Linked DNA regions of Mus musculus: regions 1 and 2 are each linked to region 3. Evidence: chromatin contacts called from public HiChIP or PLAC-seq data. All regions are on one chromosome and are shown on one strand. The core of a region is the stretch at or near the end of the contact, and the rest is flanking DNA. Distances in the headings are between cores, read along the strand shown. Region 1 holds the start of Sost (sclerostin). Region 2 holds the start of Bloodlinc (Bloodlinc, erythroid developmental long intergenic non-protein coding transcript). Region 3 holds the start of Tmem101 (transmembrane protein 101).

Region 1 (2,700 bases), core at 142-2,641, 190 kb after region 3:
TTTGCACCTCAGGTGTGAACCCTCCCTCCTCTCCTTCTCCCTGTGGCATGGCCCTCCTGCTACTGCAGGCTGAGCATTGGATTTCTTTGTGCTTAGATAGACCTGAGATGGCTTTCTGATTTATATATATATATCCATCCCTTGGATCTTACATCTAGGACCCAGAGCTGTTTGTGATACCATAAGAGGCTGGGGAGATGATATGGTAAGAGTGCTTGCTGTACAAGCATGAAGACATGAGTTCGAATCCCCAGCAACCATGTGGAAAAATAACCTTCTAACCTCAGAGTTGAGGGGAAAGGCAGGTGGATTCTGGGGGCTTACTGGCCAGCTAGCCAGCCTAACCTAAATGTCTCAGTCAGAGATCCTGTCTCAGGGAATAACTTGGGAGAATGACTGAGAAAGACACCTCCTCAGGTCTCCCATGCACCCACACAGACACACGGGGGGGGGGGTAATGTAATAAGCTAAGAAATAATGAGGGAAATGATTTTTTGCTAAGAAATGAAATTCTGTGTTGGCCGCAAGAAGCCTGGCCAGGGAAGGAACTGCCTTTGGCACACCAGCCTATAAGTCACCATGAGTTCCCTGGCTAAGAATCACATGTAATGGAGCCCAGGTCCCTCTTGCCTGGTGGTTGCCTCTCCCACTGGTTTTGAAGAGAAATTCAAGAGAGATCTCCTTGGTCAGAATTGTAGGTGCTGAGCAATGTGGAGCTGGGGTCAATGGGATTCCTTTAAAGGCATCCTTCCCAGGGCTGGGTCATACTTCAATAGTAGGGTGCTTGCACAGCAAGCGTGAGACCCTAGGTTAGAGTCCCCAGAATCTGCCCCCAACCCCCCAAAAAGGCATCCTTCTGCCTCTGGGTGGGTGGGGGGAGCAAACACCTTTAACTAAGACCATTAGCTGGCAGGGGTAACAAATGACCTTGGCTAGAGGAATTTGGTCAAGCTGGATTCCGCCTTCTGTAGAAGCCCCACTTGTTTCCTTTGTTAAGCTGGCCCACAGTTTGTTTTGAGAATGCCTGAGGGGCCCAGGGAGCCAGACAATTAAAAGCCAAGCTCATTTTGATATCTGAAAACCACAGCCTGACTGCCCTGCCCGTGGGAGGTACTGGGAGAGCTGGCTGTGTCCCTGCCTCACCAACGCCCCCCCCCCCAACACACACTCCTCGGGTCACCTGGGAGGTGCCAGCAGCAATTTGGAAGTTTACTGAGCTTGAGAAGTCTTGGGAGGGCTGACGCTAAGCACACCCCTTCTCCACCCCCCCCACCCCACCCCCGTGAGGAGGAGGGTGAGGAAACATGGGACCAGCCCTGCTCCAGCCCGTCCTTATTGGCTGGCATGAGGCAGAGGGGGCTTTAAAAAGGCAACCGTATCTAGGCTGGACACTGGAGCCTGTGCTACCGAGTGCCCTCCTCCACCTGGCAGCATGCAGCCCTCACTAGCCCCGTGCCTCATCTGCCTACTTGTGCACGCTGCCTTCTGTGCTGTGGAGGGCCAGGGGTGGCAAGCCTTCAGGAATGATGCCACAGAGGTCATCCCAGGGCTTGGAGAGTACCCCGAGCCTCCTCCTGAGAACAACCAGACCATGAACCGGGCGGAGAATGGAGGCAGACCTCCCCACCATCCCTATGACGCCAAAGGTACGGGATGAAGAAGCACATTAGTGGGGGGGGGGGTCCTGGGAGGTGACTGGGGTGGTTTTAGCATCTTCTTCAGAGGTTTGTGTGGGTGGCTAGCCTCTGCTACATCAGGGCAGGGACACATTTGCCTGGAAGAATACTAGCACAGCATTAGAACCTGGAGGGCAGCATTGGGGGGCTGGTAGAGAGCACCCAAGGCAGGGTGGAGGCTGAGGTCAGCCGAAGCTGGCATTAACACGGGCATGGGCTTGTATGATGGTCCAGAGAATCTCCTCCTAAGGATGAGGACACAGGTCAGATCTAGCTGCTGACCAGTGGGGAAGTGATATGGTGAGGCTGGATGCCAGATGCCATCCATGGCTGTACTATATCCCACATGACCACCACATGAGGTAAAGAAGGCCCCAGCTTGAAGATGGAGAAACCGAGAGGCTCCTGAGATAAAGTCACCTGGGAGTAAGAAGAGCTGAGACTGGAAGCTGGTTTGATCCAGATGCAAGGCAACCCTAGATTGGGTTTGGGTGGGAACCTGAAGCCAGGAGGAATCCCTTTAGTTCCCCCTTGCCCAGGGTCTGCTCAATGAGCCCAGAGGGTTAGCATTAAAAGAACAGGGTTTGTAGGTGGCATGTGACATGAGGGGCAGCTGAGTGAAATGTCCCCTGTATGAGCACAGGTGGCACCACTTGCCCTGAGCTTGCACCCTGACCCCAGCTTTGCCTCATTCCTGAGGACAGCAGAAACTGTGGAGGCAGAGCCAGCACAGAGAGATGCCTGGGGTGGGGGTGGGGGTATCACGCACGGAACTAGCAGCAATGAATGGGGTGGGGTGGCAGCTGGAGGGACACTCCAGAGAAATGACCTTGCTGGTCACCATTTGTGTGGGAGGAGAGCTCATTTTCCAGCTTGCCACCACATGCTGTCCCTCCTGTCTCCTAGCCAGTAAGGGATGTGGAGGAAAGGGCCACCCCAAAGGAGCATGCAATGCAGTCACGTTTTTGCAGAGGAAGTGCTTGACCTAAGGGCACTATTCTTGGAAAGCCCCAAAACTAGTCCT
Region 2 (2,700 bases), core at 69-2,568, 220 kb before region 3:
TCCAGCCATTTTTTTTTTTTTTTTCCTGAGAGGAAGCAGGGGTTTTCACTGACCTAGAACTTGCCAAGAAGGCTAGGCTGTACGACCAGCAAGCCCCGTGAATCTGCCTCTCTCTGTCTCCCCATGCTAGGATTACAAACATACACCACCATTCCCATTTTTCTGAGAAACATGGATTCTGGGTCTTGAACTCAGATCCTTGTACTTGCAAGGCAAACGCTTTACCAATTGAGCCTCTGTTCTGTATCTTCATTACTTTGCAGCACATTCTACAAACACTAACTGAGCATTCCCGACATGTGGTGGCCTGTGCCAATCATACAAACCTGTTAAAGGAAGGAAGGAACAATAAAGAGAGAAATTCTTGGTTATAGGGCGGGGAGGTAAACACTGACCTACTTACAGCCACCGGAAACGACAAGCTCCAACTGCAGCCAACTGCGGCCAGAAGATCCTCCGGGTACATACATGGAAGTCAATGGGCATTGGCAGTAATCGGCTAAGGAAAGCGGGAGTCCTACATACACTTGCCGGTGCTAGTTTGACCCACATGCGTGGACCAGTCAGCTGAGAAAGGACATTGAAGAAGGCCAGGTTATGAGTGAGCAGAATGGCTGGCGAAGATAGATTAGGAAAGATGAACTTGGTGGAGTGATGTGGGGAGGTGATAAGAGGAAAATGAGAACGCTAAATAGATGGAGATGATAATATGGTATGGGGGCCACAAAGCAGACATTCCCAAGAGCTGAGCGCCGCCTGTGTCAAATGCTACAACGAATGAGGAGCTGGGCAGCGTGGGTGTGTGCAGAACCTGGTGGTGAGTAGGTTAAACATAGTGTGGAGAGAAAGGGTTGAAGTCAGCAGCTTCGTTAGAAGCGAGCAAGTTCAGCGAGTGCCTTTATGGGGTGCTAGGCTATGAGCAGAGCAGAAAGTTGTTTCCACGGGATAGACTGGACCTTCTTCGCGGGCTTCTTTAGGGGCAGTAAACAGCATGAGCCCCCTGGAGGCCAGGTGGTGTAATTACCAAGGAGTTTTCAAGGTTGGGGGAGGGGAGAACATTTACTCGCGTCAATATTTCCTCTTACAAATTTGAGAGGAGAGAGAGTTCTCAATTCGACTCCCTTGAACTTGATTTCTTGTCCACTTTATTCACCTTATAAATTAATAAACCATAGATTTTCTTTTCTTTCTTTTCTCTTTCTTTCTTTCTTTCTTTCTTTTTTTTTTTTTTTGAGACAGAGTCTATCTCTATGTAGTCCTGGCTGCCCAGGAAACTGTATGGATGTCTGTGTAAGAGTGCCAGAAGCCCTGGAACTGGAGTTGTAGATAGGTGTGAGCTGTCATGTGGGTGCTGGATCCCGGTGCTCTTAGCTGCTGAGCTATCTCTCCAGACTCCATCCTGACTTTCTTTTTTCTCTAAGGATATAGAATTCACTTGCTCCCAGCACTTTCACTTCCTCCGTTTGGGACTAGGTTAGAGAGCATCTCTGGGTGCTGCCATAGTTAGTGGGAGCCTCCAGCAGGGATGAGCCTGGGTGAGTGTGCATACATGGGGGTCCATTCCCCCAAGACTAGGCTAGGCTGGGAGAGGAGGTGGAAGGTCTGTACGGAGCAGGTCCCGGTAGTCCTTGACAGCTGTTCTCTGGGCTCTCCCATCTGCACTGGGAAAGAGAGCCTCCAGGCTGGTGAGCTGTGCTCAGTGGCTGACTGAGCGCCTTTAGTAAGCTGTTTACATCTCTGCTGAATCACAGGAGGGAATCCCGGTTCACTCTTGGGAGTTTTGCCACCAAAATGTTGCAGGACTTTATGTCGTGGAGGTCCCCAGGGACTCTGAGCGTCTGTATGTTTACCCCACTCTCCCCCACCCAGTCTTAGCTTGGCTTTTGTGCTTTTGTGTCTCTTTCTGTGGCTCCTAGCACTCATCAGCATGAGTAAAGCAAACGCTTGCTGACTGACACCTGGATGGATAAAGGAACCAATTCCTGTCACAAGAGTGGAAGCTAAACAAGCCTTCAGCCTGTTTTCTGAGCCTATGGTGAGGAGGCTCAGGCTGGATACCACGTCCTCTGTCTTCTGCCAGGCTGTCATCAGACTCAGCACTTTGCCTCTAAAACAAGACACCTCAAGAGATTGGGTAGCTGACAGGATTGGGACCCCAAAGAGGAGCACCCCGTAGTCATTATCCTACTCCCCACCCAGGAACCCTACCTTCCCCAGCTTCACTGGCCAGGAACCAGGAGTTGCAGTCAGCGGGGAAAGGCACAAGCCCGGGGCCTCAGCTCTGATTGGCTGCCCTAAGGTCTGTTCAAAAACAAACAAGCTGAGCGCCTGAAGGGAGGGGAGTTTGGACCTGGAGGCCTCCTTTTCTCTCCGCCCTTCGCCCTTCGCCTTTCCAGGGACAGCTGAGTCACTGAGCCCTGTCCGTTTGCTCTCTCCTTCACCTACAGAAAGACGGAGGCACAGGGACTGAAGGAACGGAGTTGAGGTTTCACCTTCGAGGGTTCCCCAGACCCGACCCACCAGCTGCGATTGAGATGGGCACAGCTCAGGGCTCCAGTTTGAGACACTCCACTGCCTGGGCTCAGGAGCTCAAGATCGAGAGGATTTTGTTGAGCGCCCGCCTGAGCGTACCTCCACTTCCCTGAGCAAAGGCAGCAAGAGCTACTGGTCTGAGGGTCAGCGGGGCGTGCCTGCCACCAC
Region 3 (2,700 bases), core at 46-2,545:
GATGAGCATGGTGACTTTAATTCTAGCACTCAGGAGGCACAGGCAGGCAGAGCTGTAGGTTTAATATTTAATGATGGTTCTTAAATGCTTTAACCTCCCTTTTAGCCAACCACCCACCAGAGTTAGGGAAAGAAAGGATATGGGGGAGGTGGACATGTTTAGAAAGGTTCTTGGGAGCAACTCCCATCTGTGTTGTATGGATACGTAGGTCTCTCCTCTTTTCTTAGGAGACAAAAGCAGCAAGACCAAAAGAGAGGTGACTTAGAGACAAGAGGACTCCTTACTTTAAAAGTTCGGCCAAAGACAGCAAAGACAGAGAATTCTCTCTGGGGTCTGTATCACACCCTTTTATGGGACCCTTATTATCTGCCAAACCACCTTTGCTACATTTAAGTCTCCCAGCAGTGATGAGGTGGAAAGCCATTATCCCCATCTCACACTTGAGTCTCCATTTAGATGACACAGGATCGGTTTTCAGCTTGGAGTCCAGGTCTGGTTATGTCCAGAGTCGGTTGCTTCCATACATCAAGCTGTGTTCCAGGATTTCTGATGTTTCAACCCCATGCTCCTTGCTCCTGTCCCATTTTGAGAGTACAAAGAACACCGGCTTTTGTTTCAGAGATCCTGACTTCAGTCCCCAGCAACCTTAGTGGCTCACAACCATCTATGATAGGATCTGATGCCCCTTTCTGTCATGCAGGCATACATGTAAATAGAATATTCATATACATAAATAAACAAATCAGAGCTGGAGAGATGGCTCAGCACTTAAGAGCACTGACTTCCAGAGGTCCTGAGTTGAATTCTCAGCAACCACATGATGGTATACAACCAACTGTAATGAGATCTGATGCCCTGATGGTGTGTCAGAAGACAGCGACAGTACACTCATAAATAAAATAAATAAAAATTCTTAAAAAAATAAACAAGTGGTCTATATTTTGTTTTTAATGTATGAGTGTTCTGTTTTCACGTACACCGGTATGCCAGAAGAGGGCATCAGATCCCTTTAAAGACGGTTGTAAACCACCTTGTGGTTGCTGGGAATTGAACTCAGGAGCTCTGGAAGAGCAGCAGTGTCCTTAACCGCTGAAACATCTCACCAGCCCCTAAACAAATCTTTTCTTTTTAAAGGGAAAGAAAGGGCAAATTGAAGCTCTGAGTTCTCTTCATGGGGAGCGTTCAGAAAGGCTGACTCCTCCTTCTAGAACACATTTTTCCCACCCGGAACTAGGGAGCAAGAGCTTTGTTTCCCGACGAAAAGAAAAACAGTCAGGGACCGGAAGTTGCCTGTATCATTCCCCGCTGCTGGTCTCCCGGACCCGGCTGAGGCCGTAGCGGACTGCCCTTTCCCAAGATGGCTTCGAAGATTGGATCGAGACGCTGGATGCTGCAGCTGATCATGCAGCTGGGTTCCGTGCTGCTCACGCGCTGCCCCTTTTGGGGCTGCTTCAGCCAACTTATGTTGTACGCTGAAAGGGCCGAGGCGCGCCGGTGAGCGCGCCCACGAAGTCGTCGAATGCGGTGGGGGGCGGTCCGACCTGTCCCAGGAACTGGGGTGCGGTGATGTTGGGGCCCAGAAGTCGGGATACTTAGACTGGGAGGAATTGGTACTCAAACAGGTTGGAAGATGCTCTCTTTCGATTGTACGGCCATTACTGATGTGGCGGCGGCTCCGGCAGTGAGAAGGATCTCGGGTTTTTGGGGGGCAGTGGCGATTGCAGGAACTTACAGAGGTCCCCAGATACTTACTCTCTATTCATTCTGTCCTCCTTGTTCCCTACACTCGATCCACAGGAAGCCCGACATCCCAGTGCCTTATCTATATTTCGACATGGGGGCAGCTGTGTTGTGTGCTAGCTTCATGTCCTTCGGAGTGAAGCGGCGTTGGTTTGCGTTGGGCGCCGCGCTGCAGCTAGCCATCAGCACCTACACCGCTTACATCGGGGGCTATGTCCACTACGGGGACTGGCTAAAGGTGAGCACGGGGACTCTAGACGAGATTTAGCTATGGGAAGGAGCTGAAGGTTCCTGATGTATGTGGTGGGCATGTATGGTACTCCTGAACTTGAAGCCCGGGAAAACTGAGGTACTAGGTTTGCAGCAGTTTTGTGGCAATCATTACAGACCACAGACGTGTCAGACCCATAGAGACCACACCGACCTCCCTTGTAGACTGTGAAAAGGGAGGTCCAGAGATGGAAAATGGACTCTCCCAAAATCATGCCACAGTGTATGGAAGGGATCGGTAACCCAGAGTTATCTGATTCTCAGAATCTTTTAAACCATTACTTTATTGGTGTCAGACTTGTAAAACAAAAGAGGCCTTGGAGAATATCTGGTCTACCCATCAGGTTTTATGAAATGTGATTAATACTAGTGCAGAATTTGTGCCTTCAAATGCAGATGCTTATACCGGCTACTGGTAGCCTAGAGGTGAGGTAGCTTGGAGGCAGGGTCCGAAAGGATCAGACTGTCAGTCTAGTAGGGGAGGCAGGTGTGAACAGCTATGGGATAGTGGGCCTATTTGTTTTGCATTGTTTTGTTTCTAGACAGGGTTTCTCTGTAGACCAGGATGGCTCAAACACACACATACATCTGCCTCTGTCTCCCAAGTGCTGGTATTAAAGGCATTCACCGCCGCCACCACCACCACCACTGCCTGGCTGGCTGTTCTTGTTTTAGTTGCTATAGAGTCTA

What was found. HiChIP or PLAC-seq counts read pairs in DNA pulled down with a chosen protein or histone mark.
Region 1: an H3K4me3 HiChIP or PLAC-seq map of bone marrow-derived macrophages shows a contact between it and region 3, with 2.3 times the contacts expected there. The contact joins the promoter of Sost here to the promoter of Tmem101 in region 3. A contact is called at or near these places in 2 of 39 promoter capture datasets (the 3T3-L1 cell line and embryonic stem cells), 2 of 115 datasets of contacts at active chromatin or transcription factors (bone marrow-derived macrophages and neural tube) and 3 of 9 other capture datasets (adipose tissue, liver and pancreatic islet).
Region 2: a FOXA1 HiChIP or PLAC-seq map of pancreatic cancer cells shows a contact between it and region 3. The contact joins the promoter of Bloodlinc here to the promoter of Tmem101 in region 3. A contact is called at or near these places in 3 of 39 promoter capture datasets (hematopoietic stem and progenitor cells, liver and pre-B cells), 3 of 115 datasets of contacts at active chromatin or transcription factors (embryonic stem cells, intestinal villus epithelium and pancreatic cancer cells) and 2 of 9 other capture datasets (liver and pancreatic islet).

Annotation. Positions count from the first base shown.
Region 1 is chr11:101,965,706-101,968,405 of GRCm38.p6, reverse strand. It overlaps Sost (sclerostin), which reads left to right and starts at 1,391. Exons shown (of 2, transcript NM_024449.6): 1 at 1,391-1,646. The coding sequence starts at 1,433.
Region 2 is chr11:102,375,638-102,378,337 of GRCm38.p6, reverse strand. Bloodlinc (Bloodlinc, erythroid developmental long intergenic non-protein coding transcript) reads left to right here and starts at 1,318. Exons shown (of 3, transcript NR_131196.1): 1 at 1,318-1,535; 2 at 1,917-2,035; 3 at 2,448-2,700. Gm34253 (predicted gene, 34253) reads right to left here. Exons shown (of 3, transcript NR_166821.1): 2 at 396-567.
Region 3 is chr11:102,155,002-102,157,701 of GRCm38.p6, reverse strand. Tmem101 (transmembrane protein 101) reads left to right here and starts at 1,295. Exons shown (of 4, transcript NM_029649.2): 1 at 1,295-1,494; 2 at 1,798-1,978. The coding sequence starts at 1,358.